Regions from separate parts of the Mus musculus genome. Here regions 1 and 3 are each linked to region 2. A link is a contact called in public Hi-C data. All regions are on one chromosome and are shown on one strand. The core of a region is the stretch at or near the end of the contact, and the rest is flanking DNA. Distances in the headings are between cores, read along the strand shown. Region 1 holds the start of Akirin2 (akirin 2). Region 2 has its middle 81 kb from the start of Gm33286. Region 3 overlaps Gm33105 (a long non-coding RNA gene).

Region 1 (4,201 bases), core at 643-3,142, 320 kb after region 2:
TTATCTTATATGTATCCTTGATCATAGTGTCTCTTCATAGCCATACAACAGTTAGGAAAAACCAACTAACAAATTTCAAAAATAACAAACAACAAAAGACAAAAGCATAAATGAGCAAACTATGCTAGCTATATCGACATTCCCAGACAATTAGAGTGGCTAACGCTGGTAGTCCTTACTACTGCTCTTTTTCTGACCTCTATACAATTGCTTTTATTTATCCTACTGAATTTCTTGTTTATTTTTAACATTAGCCCACAATGCAATTTGCGTTATGGCCTGCTCATACCTGATTTGTTTCTGTTCATTCCTCCAGGCCGTGTACCCTTTCTCCCCTGGCAGTTACCTTCTGCTTTCATGTCACAAATACTCTATTACCCCTTCCTCCTCTTCCACACAATCTCAATGTCCTGTCTTGTGGCTCCCTTTTACCTTCCGTGCCACCTGTGGTCAAATCTTAGTGGACAAAAGGAGAGGCTGCTGTTTAGTTGCTAGGGTGCTTGATTGACCCCTGGCAATATATAAACGATGTATGATGGCACACGCCAATCATCTTAACCTTAGTTCTCAGGAGGTAGAGGTGGGAGGGTCAAAAGTTCAAGGTCATCTTTGGCTACCCAGTGAATTTGATATCAGATCTTATCTCCAAAGGAAAAAAAAAAGTCAAGAACTTTTCTTATTCTGCTCTTACATAAAGTATGAACGTCCAGTCAGTTTCAGCACAATAACAGATTTCCTGGAGTTTTTATAATTTAATAAACACATCCTTAGTACAAGTCTTAGTTAAGTGACTGTTTCATAGAATGCTGGTCTTTCTCAAAAGATACTTTCTAAGAACTATATTCTAAATTAAAATAAGTGTGACAGAGTTGCTTATACAGTGTGATCAAGAAAGCTGATCTTTGTGGTGGTGAACAATTCTAAACAAATGGATATATAGAGAGGTATTGTCCAAAACAACTATAAAGCAGCCACATATGTTGATTTCTGAGTAAGCAGAAAAGAGTGAGCATTAGGCGTATTAATACTTATAATCTTGGTGGAGAGCTAGCATCCACAGGCAGAAGATATAAAGTATCTACATAAATTACTTCATCAGTGCTGTAGTCGATCCCTATTTTAGATAGTTGATGAAAAAACAAATTTTAGAAATATTTCTTCCCACTTTGCTAATAAAGATGGGTCCTGCTCCCTAGGCATTTATTTGCTTGCCTTTCCCTAGACCCCACCCAGCCTTCCAAACTCAACAAATTTCTGGTGTTGATCGCTCTCTGCTCATAGTAAACAATTGACTTTGTGCTCCTTTTCAGCTATGCAGAATTTAATAAGCAAACAAGTACCTATCTGGGAAGCGCAAAGCACAGACTTCAAAGATCCTGTAATCTGATATTATTACTGTCGTTCTGTCTCGAGGACCCAAATTGGTGTTTTCATTATTTCCTATCTCCTCCATGTGACAGATTTGGTTTTTTGGCGCTCCTGACAGCTAAATTAATCTCTCTCCAAATATTAGACTGGCTCTTTGTTATATCCCGTTTAAGTCACTATGCCAAATCTTCACAGGGTCTCTAAAGTGCTTAGCTTGCTTTTCCAATGGGTTCGCTTCCTCTTCCCCACTGTCTCACAGGCTCTCCTTTCTCTTCCTTAGGTCTTTTTTTTTTTTTTTTTTTTTTAAACTCTCTTACTTATGAGGGGGTATTTAAATTCCAACCCGGAACTTGGGATCGTGCGCCTTGGATGACGGGAGTCGTAGTTTCTGTGACTTCTGGGTAACCGCCTTTCAGGCCGATCCCTGCCCTTCACGAAACCCCACAAATCCCAGAATGCACTCTGGCGGGCCCGCCCCCGGTGCGCAGGCGCCCTGGGGCCGCAGGATTTGAATCGGCGGCGTTGTTATTGACGCCATATTGGGGCCGGCGGCGGGTGGCAGAGTTGTTCCGTGGAGAAGAGAGGGTCGAGTGCATTGCTTAGCTCTGTACGGCCGGGCTACCTCGCAGCTCCCGCGCGTGGCCGCCACTCACGAGCTTCCGTCTGCACCGGCGTGTCGGAGATCGCGTCTGGGTCGCGCCACTGGCCGGGTCCACTTCCGAAGGGAGCGGGTCTCCGCGCAGGAGCCCCGGCGCGCTCAGCCCGAGCGCACGGCGGGGGCGGCCCGGCCTCTCGGGAGCGGCCCCGAGCCGGCGGCGCGACCCTCGCGCCTCGCCCGCCTGCCCTGTCGCGGCTCCGCCGTCCCGGGCCCCACACCCACCGGGCACCTCGGAGGGCCCGTTTGCCCCCGTCCTTCCCGGCCCCGCCCGAGCCGAGCCTCGGCCGCCCGCCACCATGGCGTGCGGAGCCACTCTGAAAAGGACTCTGGATTTCGACCCGCTGCTGAGCCCCGCATCTCCGAAGCGGAGGCGGTGCGCGCCTTTGTCGGCGCCGGCTTCGGCTGCCGCCTCCCCTGCCGCCGCCACCGCCGCCGCCGCCGCCTCGGCCGCGGCCGCCTCGCCGCAGAAGTATCTCCGGATGGAGCCTTCCCCCTTCGGCGACGTCTCTTCCCGGCTCACCACAGGTGGGCCTCGGCCCCGGGGCTGCCGGGGTGGGCTGCGGCCGGGAGCTTGGGTGCGGACACAAAGGGAAGGAAGGGCCTGAACCGAGGTGGGGGTGGTGTCGGCAGGTTGGGTGGGTACGAGTCGGGTTGGCCGGCATTGTGGGGGTCCCTCATTGTGAGGCAGATCATTTGGGGCTAGATCCCTAGAATCGTTTCCTTATGTAGAGCCCCAGCGGAAATGATCAGAGAGGGTGATATTATTCATAAGTCAGGCGAGAGAAGGGTCACATTTCACCCGAATCTCCGGGTCTCTTGGGCTGAATCGATTGGTTGCAGCTATTAACTCAGTGACTGAGTGGTTTGAGGCGAGAAGGCAGCCCCTCCTCCATTTTAGACTTGGCTGGTTTTAGTATAGAAGGGGTGGGGTTTGGAGGGGGATGGATGTCACTGGGGCGAGTTGTAGGCCTGTCATTAATCACCCACAAGAACGCCACTTTGGCTGAGTCAAGACCTGTTTCCCTAGCAGGGTCAACAACAAAGCAAATGTTCTTCCCGAGTACTGTAATGTGATCTCACTATGCGTCCAGTCCTTAAGAGATCCTGAACTTTTAATGAAAAGGAAGGTGTACTTCAAATTGAGACTGACTAGTTTATTTGTAAATGCTTTAGTTATCCCAATGAAGTATGTTGGGAGAAAACAACCTAGCCTCGAGAGTAACGAATAAATCAAGATTCCAGTGGACTTCAGACTTGAAGTCTTGAAACATTTTCTCAAAGTGTCTGCCGGATGGACCTTTGATTGCTTTTGTATACTAAATGTGTACCTAGGGATTTTTTTTCCCCCTCTGCATTTGGAAATCTTTGTGTGCCTTCGGCACAATCTTAGGGTAAACTTTAATGGACTTGAAGTGTAAGTCTGTTTCTTTTGTGTGTGGCATGCAAGAGTGTGTGAGCCTGTGTGTGTAAGCCCTTAGTGATATCATCCTTAAAGCCTTTGCTTAGCTTAAATTTTTTTTTTCTCAGTAATTCATTTTAAAAAGATGGGAACTATAGAGTTCTGTATTTGGTAACATCTATATGAAATTGACTGTACCATGTGTGTTTTTTTAAATGTCACATTTAAATATTCATACCCAAATCCATGGAGAACCTCAGTTACCTAGTCTGGCTCTTAAATTTTTGATATAACGTAGCCAAAAGCTGTTTTATGAGTTGCAGTCACTTTTCGTAGAAATTCCAAGACGTTTATTTAAGGATCATACCTAAGCTGCCCTCCCCCACATATGTGTATAAAGGCACTCCTGACCGAGTTGTTAGAGGAATGGCTCTCAATCTGTGGGCCGCGACCCCCGGGGGAACGCTCCGATATTTGCATTATGATTTATAACAGTAGCAAAATTACATTATGAAGTAGCAACAATAATCATAGGGTTGGGATCATCACTGCATGAGGTACTGTGCTAAAGGGTGGGCTTATCAGGAGCGCTGAGAACCCCCTGCTTTAGTCATTACTGTAAAACAAGGGAACAAAGTGGAGAATGGATTCCTTTTTTTTTTTTTTTTTTTTTTTTTTTGGTTTTTCGAGACAGGGTTTCTCTGTGTAGCCCTGGCTATCCTGAAACTCACTTTGCAGACCAGGCTGCCCTTGAACTCAGAAATCCACCTGTCTCT
Region 2 (3,809 bases), core at 624-3,123:
TTGGAAGCTCCTGCCTTTTTCTTGGACTTCCTCATGTGGTTTCTCCACCCCCTCAACTTAGCCGTCATTTTGTCTGAGTCCAGTGGCCATGGTCACGGGCAGTGTTAGCCTGCCTCTCTTTTTCCATTACTCCTAGAGTATCTCATGCCCCTACTGTGAAGTGTGCTACTTTGTTACTGTGCTTCTTACCACTGGCTGGATGAGGTTTGTTTGTTTGTTTGTTTGTTTGTTTGGTTGGTTGGTTGGTTGGTTGGTTGGTTGGCTTTTGTTTTGTTTTGTTTTGTTTTGTTTTGTTTTGTTTTGTTTTGATTTGATTTGTTTTAATGGACATGCTTGTGCCTTACTTTTAAAGGTACTTAATTCTGGAAGCTTCTGGGGCTTTAGAAGTTCCCTGGGTGGCTTTGATTTGCAGCCAACCATGAGAAACACGGCTTTCAAAGCATTCGGTTCTACATCTAATCCTTGTTTTTACAAATATACTTAATATTTTGAGTCCAGATTGCATTGTGTCTTTTCTGTTTCTGTACCCACTATACAACTTGCCTACCTGTTATAGAATACTCACAGACAGCTTGAGTGATTGCTTGGCAGATTTCAAATGATGTTGGATAACACTCCTTCAGACAGAAAGGCAGAAAGCTGAAGTTTGTTCCTGACTCTACAGCTAGTGAGCCAGCCCTCCCTGTATTTCTGCTTCCTTGTTTTTAAAATGAAGGTGATAAGGTTACCAAGGGTCTGGGATCTTAAATAAAAGGCTAGATTAGAAGCTTGGGTATTATTTTCAATATTTCAGTAAGCCACCGCAAATTCTACATTGCATACCAGTTTTCATCTTATCACTTTATTTCCTATTATTAGTGGTTGGCAGTCGGTAGAACCAAAAGGAAATCTCAGTAGTGAAAGAGGTTAAGACATTTCAATAAGATTCTATGGCTCTCCTTGCTCTGCGTTTATGGTTCAGCTGTTTTAGGAAAGATCATAGTAAAGAATTTGGAGTTTGGCTAATCTGAGTTCAAATACTATCTTCACAACCTGCTAACTGGTACACTGAGCAAGGCACACTCATTCCTTCACATGGGAGTATTAATGATGTTCATTGCATAGATTTGTAATAAGGATGAATACATTGTATGTGGGAATCCTTTACCAGCCATGCTGCAGTTGTTAAGTCAGTGAGTAACAAGGAACGTGATGGAGAGAGAAACAACACTGAGAACTAGTCCAAGATGCAAGAAATGTTCCTCTCAGGATTTAGGCAACCTGCAGACTGGGGACAGTTCACAGCCGGCTCATGTTTGGGGAATAGCCTTTCAGCTTCAGAACACACTGCGTCTTCTGCTGTCTGTCAGTGTGGTGCAGCCTGCCACAGAGTGTGGCTCTCTGTGGGGGAGCACAGATGCTCCCCAAGGCCTGCTTTCTCCGTGTTTCTGTGCATCTGGATCATCCAGAAGCCTTTGCTAACATAGATGCCAATTCCCAGGGCCAGCTGCCAGATATTCTGGCTGAGTAGTTCAGGAAACCACATTTCTGCATTTTTAACAAGTCCACAAAAACTCTCTGCTCTAAGGGAATTAATCTAGAAGAAAAACCCAAAGCCCAATAGACAGGCAGATGGTGAGGTGATGGGGACATTTACAGTGACTGTTGGGGTCATTGTGTTGAGAAAGGCATGTTTATGTGTGAGCGTGTGTGTGTGTGTGTGTGTGTGTGTGTGTGTGTGTGTGTGTGTGTGTGTAAGATAAAGACAGACAGAGTCAGACAGAGTCAGACAGAGACAGAGACAAATGAGACAGTTCAACAAGAATCAGATAGCAGGCAATACATACGAGGAGGTCAGGAATGCTTGCTGGCTATGCATGTGGCCCGACTGTGGAGATGAGTCATGGAATGAGTATGCCTGTCCTTAGAGGAAGTCAGTGTTCCCTTCCTAGGTAGGAGATGACCAAAGCCCCTTTTCTTTGCAGGAGCCTAGGGATGGAGATAATCACACAAACAGCTTGTATCCCCATCTGGACAACCCAGAGATGAGAACTCAGCCACCATGAGGGCCCAGCTTGGAGTTCCTTGCAGGCTGCCAGTGCTTCTGCACTAATATTTTTCTTCCATTTCTTCATTACTGTCAACCCAAGTAGAGTCACTCGCCCATTACTGTAATGTTCAGGATACTGAGGGTGCTGTCGATAATTGTGGCAGTGGCACTGTTCCCAAACCTACCACATGGCATCTGGACCACAACCTAAAGAAGAGAAATTTCATCCAGTTGGAGGCAGCTATTTTCAAAAACCTTGCTCCGGAGTCCTTTCCCTTGTTTTGTCCGTTCTTGCCAAACTGCTGCTGATTCAAACTCTCCTCTGACAATGGCATGCCACCATCGTGAGCAAGACAAATACTTGATGCTTTGGCTGATTCTGCTTTGTCTGGCATAGACCTCATTTGCCCTCCTAAAACATTTTGTTGCAATTACTGTGAATGTGGGTAATGCTAAGAAAGAATAGCGCTTCCCCCCTAGATACTACACATTAGAGTTCTATATTCCTCATATCCACTTCTCTGAGCCACACTTGGGAAGGAAATGTCCCCGAATTGAAATAGAAAAGGAGTATTATGACTTCTTAACCTATTCTCATACTGAGTCCTTATCTGAAATTGAATCCAACTTAAGAATCTTAACTATCAACAAAGAAACTCAGGGATAAGTGTTACTAATTCTCCATCCAAAGTCCCATTTCCATTTGCAGCTACATTGGAATAAAGCCATTATCAGTTTATGTCCAGACGGACAGTGCTCTGCATTACATAAAAGTGTGGCTCACATGGCAAGGATGGCATCTTCTCAAATCCTGCTTCCTCTCTGGCTTTCACATGAAACCCCTATTTTGCCCATCTCTGACTTGTTCATTTGCCCAGGAGGCAGAGTTGCTAATCGGCTGCCTATTGCCTGAGTAAGGTGACCCCACTGGAAAGTAATGGACTGCTGTAAACGCCATGTCTTAACCGTGTGCAGCTGAGGATCGGCTGGCTGGCTGCCAGGGGCTGTTCTGGTACTCCTTCCCACTTCCTCTTCTTCTTCTTCCAAACTCAGGTATGGACCAAGACAATCAGGACCTCCGCCATTAGCAAGAAGTATTTTTGCTCCCCTGTGTCCTTAAACCTAATACAATGTTCCAATTCAATAAGCAAAGGCACCTTGAAAGAGGAAGAAAGGGTGATAATGTTACAATTGGGAACTTGCTCTGATATTAATAAAACTGGCTAGTATTCCCCGCATGGCTACTGATCTTTGTAGATACAATTTTCTCAGAAAGGGTGGTGAGTTTTAGGATTCAGACATCAATTACTCTACCTTGAATCTTTATTAAAATTCTCTCTCAGCATTTGAACATTTACAAAAAGTTACCCTGCAGCCCTTTCAGACACTGTCTGAGTTAAACCCACTCTACAATATAAATAGTCTAAAATATTTTCCACCAGACAGGATTGCAAATATAAGAAGAAAGTGGTCCATCTCCGTTGAAGAACATTAGCTACAGCTGGATGCATCAGTAACCATTGTTCTGGAACACTCTGTGGTGAGGAGTAAGGATTTGGTACATTCAAAGACTTCATCTGGGACATCACTGCCTTTGCCAACTTAGAAATGAGGTCTGCCACTGAGTAGCATCCAACTGTTCGGGTCTCAGTATCTTCTTTGCATCCTGCCCAACTCAAGAACCTCTCTGACTTTGTCCTGTGCTCCCTGGGGATTATAGGCTATTACCACAGTAAATATTATTACACAGGTAGGGCGTCACTAGGACTTGTAATTTTTC
Region 3 (3,777 bases), core at 1,169-3,668, 330 kb before region 2:
TGTGGCACTATCAGTTAACTGCAGCCCCAAAGCCGGGAGCCTATGTTCCTGCTGGATGAGAAGCCTTTGTGGAACTGTGTTCAAGTACCAGTGCAGTCCCCCACAGCCAGGAATGGACTCCAGTCACACAGCAATGCCAAGACACGTCCCCTCAACTCCCCATGAAGTAGTCAGTCCACTCTCCTGTGCTCTGAGTATCCCGTTCAGGTGAACAAGTAAGTGACTGTACTGTGAGGTTTTCCTCACCTTTGGGTCTTCTTGTTCTCTTCATAAATCCTTCCTGAAACCTGAAGCAAATTAGAATCCTGTGGACCTCCTTGTTTTCGACACTGAAGGCACCCCTCGTAGCCAACAGGAGCTCCAGTTTCTATGGCAGAACCAGTGCTCAGCATAGGATTTGCGTGGAAACCTGAGAACTGTGGCTTACTTGACTATGATGTGTCTTTTGTGTCTTTCATGCCTGTTAACGCCTCAGTTCGATTCTGCTCCCTTATTCTGTGAAGTTCGAAACTCCTGAATTTTTTATTCTGTCCTGTGTATGTGGCACCAAACTGAAGATTTCTTGGCCACATTGTAAAACTCTAGTAATTTTTAAAACATCAGAAAAAAGTGAGTGACTGGAGATGGCGTGTAAACAAAGACATCACTTTAGAGGCTCGCCTTTATTTGGTTTCAAACTTAGTGCTGCAGCTGGATTAGACACCGTGGTTAAAGTGACTCTGTGATATATTACTTCCTGAAAGATTTCACCCCATAAAGCCGAGCTGCAATGTTACTGCACACTAAAAACCTCACTTTAGCTTTGATCCATTTTGATCTTTGTGAGTTACCTTAAATATGACAGGTAGGTGACTGTGCTAAGTAGCTTGAAATGACTTTTGATCAAATGTAATAAAATTCTCTGCTGCAGCTTGCTTATCTCATCTCTCCTACCTATCTGGGTGAATTGCCTGTCTTCGGATGTTTCTATGGTGGCATTTTATGCTCTATTAGTACCGGTCTTAGTTGTTTGGGAAGGGCTATTGAGCTTCAACAGGCCCCAGCATGAAGGCTGTATGAGGACAGCCCTCTATTGACTTAGCCCACCCTCCCCTGAAGCCCTCAAAGTGACCCCAAGCCCTCTACATTTCTGTTTTACATAATATTCCTCCGTGTGTGTGTTTGTGTGTGTGTGTGTGTGTGTGTGTGTGTGTGTGTGTGTGGTGTTAGGGACTGAGCCCAGGGCTTTGCTTTGCTTGTGACATGCAAATGTTCTACCATTGACTGTATTCCTGGCCATTGGTGTCTAGGCACAGGGTCTCAGTAAGCCCTGTAAACCTGATTAGAACTTGCTGTCTCCCATGTGTTGGGATTACAGGTCTGTGCCACAATTCGATCTATCAGGTGTTTACTCTGTTTATGTCCCCAGTGCACACACAGGGTGAGAATCCTCATGCTACAATCATGCTAATGACCTGCAGCTTCTTCTGTGTCTTTGTTGAAGACAGTTTCTGGTAAAATGCCCCATTCTGTCAGCTCTGGCCTCATCTTCAATTTTCCCTGTCCATTTAACAAGTATGAGCTGATATTTGTTCTTGGATGAACACATTGCTAAGCCTTGGGGCACAACAGAATGTGAATTGGACAGAGGACGCCTGTGTAGCTTACATCTAAGAAAAGGAGAGCAACAGTGAAGGAACATACAAGAAAGGATCCAGTGAGTGAGCTCAGTAGGTAAAGGCATGACTCAGAAGCTTGGAAATCTGAATTTGATTCCTGAACCTATGTAAATGTAGGAGAGAACAACACCACAGAGTTGTCTTCTAACACACACACACACACACACACACACACACACACACACACACACACAAATAAAAATTAAAAAATAAAAGCCAAATGAGCCATAGCAATGAATATATGTATAATTGAAAACTGGAAAAAATGTTACAACTTATTTTGTGGTGCCTTTGGAAGGGTGCATCTGTGGAGACTGAAGAATGAAAGAATGGAGACAAAACAGAGAAACACATTATTCAGGTTCTCTGTTTACTAGCGTGGTACTAAATCCAATGTGAGCTTGAATAATTTACATGGCCTCTAATTCTTAATTTCTCTAGCGACGAAATAAAGATGATAATGCCATCTACTCTAAAAGCCCTGGGTTTGGACAGATTTATATAAATCACTGAGTGCAATGCAAGTGCTCTGTAAACAGGAGCTGCTAATTATTATTTATTAGGCTGAGGTGTGAAGGCCAGGTGGGGCCAGCCATGCCTAGAGTTGTGAGGGAAAGCATTCCAAGAAGAAAGAGAACAGATCTCTCTTCAAAGCTGCTGGAGCTCCTAGGATCTGTGGAAAGGCCAGTGTCGCTAGGACTGTGCGAGTGAGGGAGAACACACTGGAGGATGGCGTGGGTGGGCACCATATGGTGGCTGCGTGAGCGCCAGCCCAGAGAAGGCAGATGCTGGGTTCCTTCAGAGTTGCTTTCCCCCTAGAGAATGTGAAAAGACAGAGGGCAAAGATGTTGAGAACGTGTGTAAGAGGGTGGTTCTATTGAAAGGCTGTGGAATTCAAGTGAATCAGGACAGGAGAAAAGATGACCCGGACTAACGGAAGGAAGAAACGGGAGAGCCCGAGTGGGCGGCATCCACCCCACAGGAAGGGTGCTTCAGGAAATGGGAGCTTTGGGAAGAAAACAGGGCTTTAGATGTGTTAGATGAGCTTGCCTAAGTGCTGCTGGTGACAAAGGCCAGGGAGTGACTCTGAAATCACATGGGTGAATGGGGTATTGAAGATAATCATAGAAGTGTGCATATATTGGGGGGACTGTCTGTACAGAGTCCTGCTACCAACCAATATGACCGCATTGTCAGGGAAGAGGAGGACGCTCTGGGAACTCAGGCTGGAAGTGACCAAAGGGGCATGAGCAGCGTCGGTTGACGGACAGTCAGGGTTGGGGGAAGCAGTGTTAAGACTAGTGGTGTGAATCTCAGGGGAGGAAGACTAATGGTGTACAAAAGAGAATAGGGTCCCTGTTGTTTGGGGTTTATGAAGGCTTGGCACAGATGGTCTAGACAAAGGGTAGCTTCCTGGATTGCCCAAGTATTTTTTATCATTTATTAAAAATTTTACGCACTATGTTTTGATCATATTCTTTCTCCTCCAACTCCTCCCAGATCCTCCCCAACTCCCTAGCTATACAACTTCATGTCCTCCCTCTCAAACGAAAACAAATCTATCAAAAATGAAAATCAAATCAAAGAAAAAAGAAACTCAGCAACACACACACACACACACACACACACACACACACACACACACACACACACACACACACGGGTGTGTAGACACGCACACCAGAAAAATAAACAAACAAAAAATTTTAAGAGTCTATTTTGTATTACCTAACTACTCCTGGGCTTTATGAAGAATACCTGGAGTGTGGCTGATATCCTCAGTGTCGTTTCACTGGAGAAAGCCGATTTCCCCTTTCTCAGCAAGTATCAGTTGTAAATCACTTCCTGGTAAAGGATGGGATTTTGTGTCCACTTCCCTTTTCAGTCATAACGTTTTTCCTGGTTAGAACCTGTGAGAGTCTTGTGGCTACCGCCACAGTCTCTGTGAGTTCATATGTGCACCAGCCCTGCTGTGCTTGGAAGACACTTTCCTTGCAGTGAGTCATCACCTCTGGCTCTTACAGACTTTCTTCCTCCTCTCCCGCATAGATCCCCGAGCATCGAGGGAAGGGGTTTAATAAAGACTACCCAGTGTCCCAAAGTTCCCCAGTCTCCGTAA

What was found. Hi-C and Micro-C count contacts between places; a contact is called where the count stands out from the background.
Region 1: a Hi-C map of cerebral cortex shows a contact between it and region 2, with 2.0 times the contacts expected there. The contact joins the promoter of Akirin2 here to the enhancer-like site in region 2. A contact is called at or near these places in 6 of 39 promoter capture datasets (the 3T3-L1 cell line, 3T3-L1-derived adipocytes, the C10 cell line and 2 more), 1 of 15 datasets of contacts at CTCF or cohesin (large pre-B cells), 13 of 484 Hi-C or Micro-C datasets (the C10 cell line, the C2C12 cell line, the G1E-ER4 cell line and 7 more) and 9 of 115 datasets of contacts at active chromatin or transcription factors (astrocytes, bone marrow-derived macrophages, embryonic limb bud and 6 more).
Region 3: a Hi-C map of cerebral cortex shows a contact between it and region 2, with 2.7 times the contacts expected there. The contact joins two enhancer-like sites. A contact is called at or near these places in 1 of 15 datasets of contacts at CTCF or cohesin (large pre-B cells), 2 of 484 Hi-C or Micro-C datasets (cerebral cortex and nephron progenitors) and 2 of 115 datasets of contacts at active chromatin or transcription factors (both in embryonic stem cells).

Annotation. Positions count from the first base shown.
Region 1 is chr4:34,548,723-34,552,923 of GRCm38.p6, forward strand. It overlaps Akirin2 (akirin 2), which reads left to right and starts at 1,893. Exons shown (of 5, transcript NM_001007589.3): 1 at 1,893-2,551. The coding sequence starts at 2,323.
Region 2 is chr4:34,224,793-34,228,601 of GRCm38.p6, forward strand. No RefSeq gene overlaps it. Among named protein-coding and RNA genes, the nearest start is that of Gm33286, 81 kb to the right of the region's middle. Within about 2 kb of position 1,874, at least 60 of the 459 cell types and tissues checked have an H3K27ac peak or open chromatin away from gene starts, as enhancers often do. A contact at or near this core is called in 3T3-L1-derived adipocytes, the C2C12 cell line, astrocytes and 5 more, where this site is marked.
Region 3 is chr4:33,891,648-33,895,424 of GRCm38.p6, forward strand. Gm33105 (a long non-coding RNA gene) reads right to left here. Exons shown (of 5, transcript XR_390460.2): 4 at 3,417-3,777; 5 at 1,881-2,473. Among named protein-coding and RNA genes, the nearest start is that of Gm33105, 11 kb to the right of the region's middle. Within about 2 kb of position 2,419, at least 19 of the 459 cell types and tissues checked have an H3K27ac peak or open chromatin away from gene starts, as enhancers often do. A contact at or near this core is called in cerebral cortex, where this site is marked.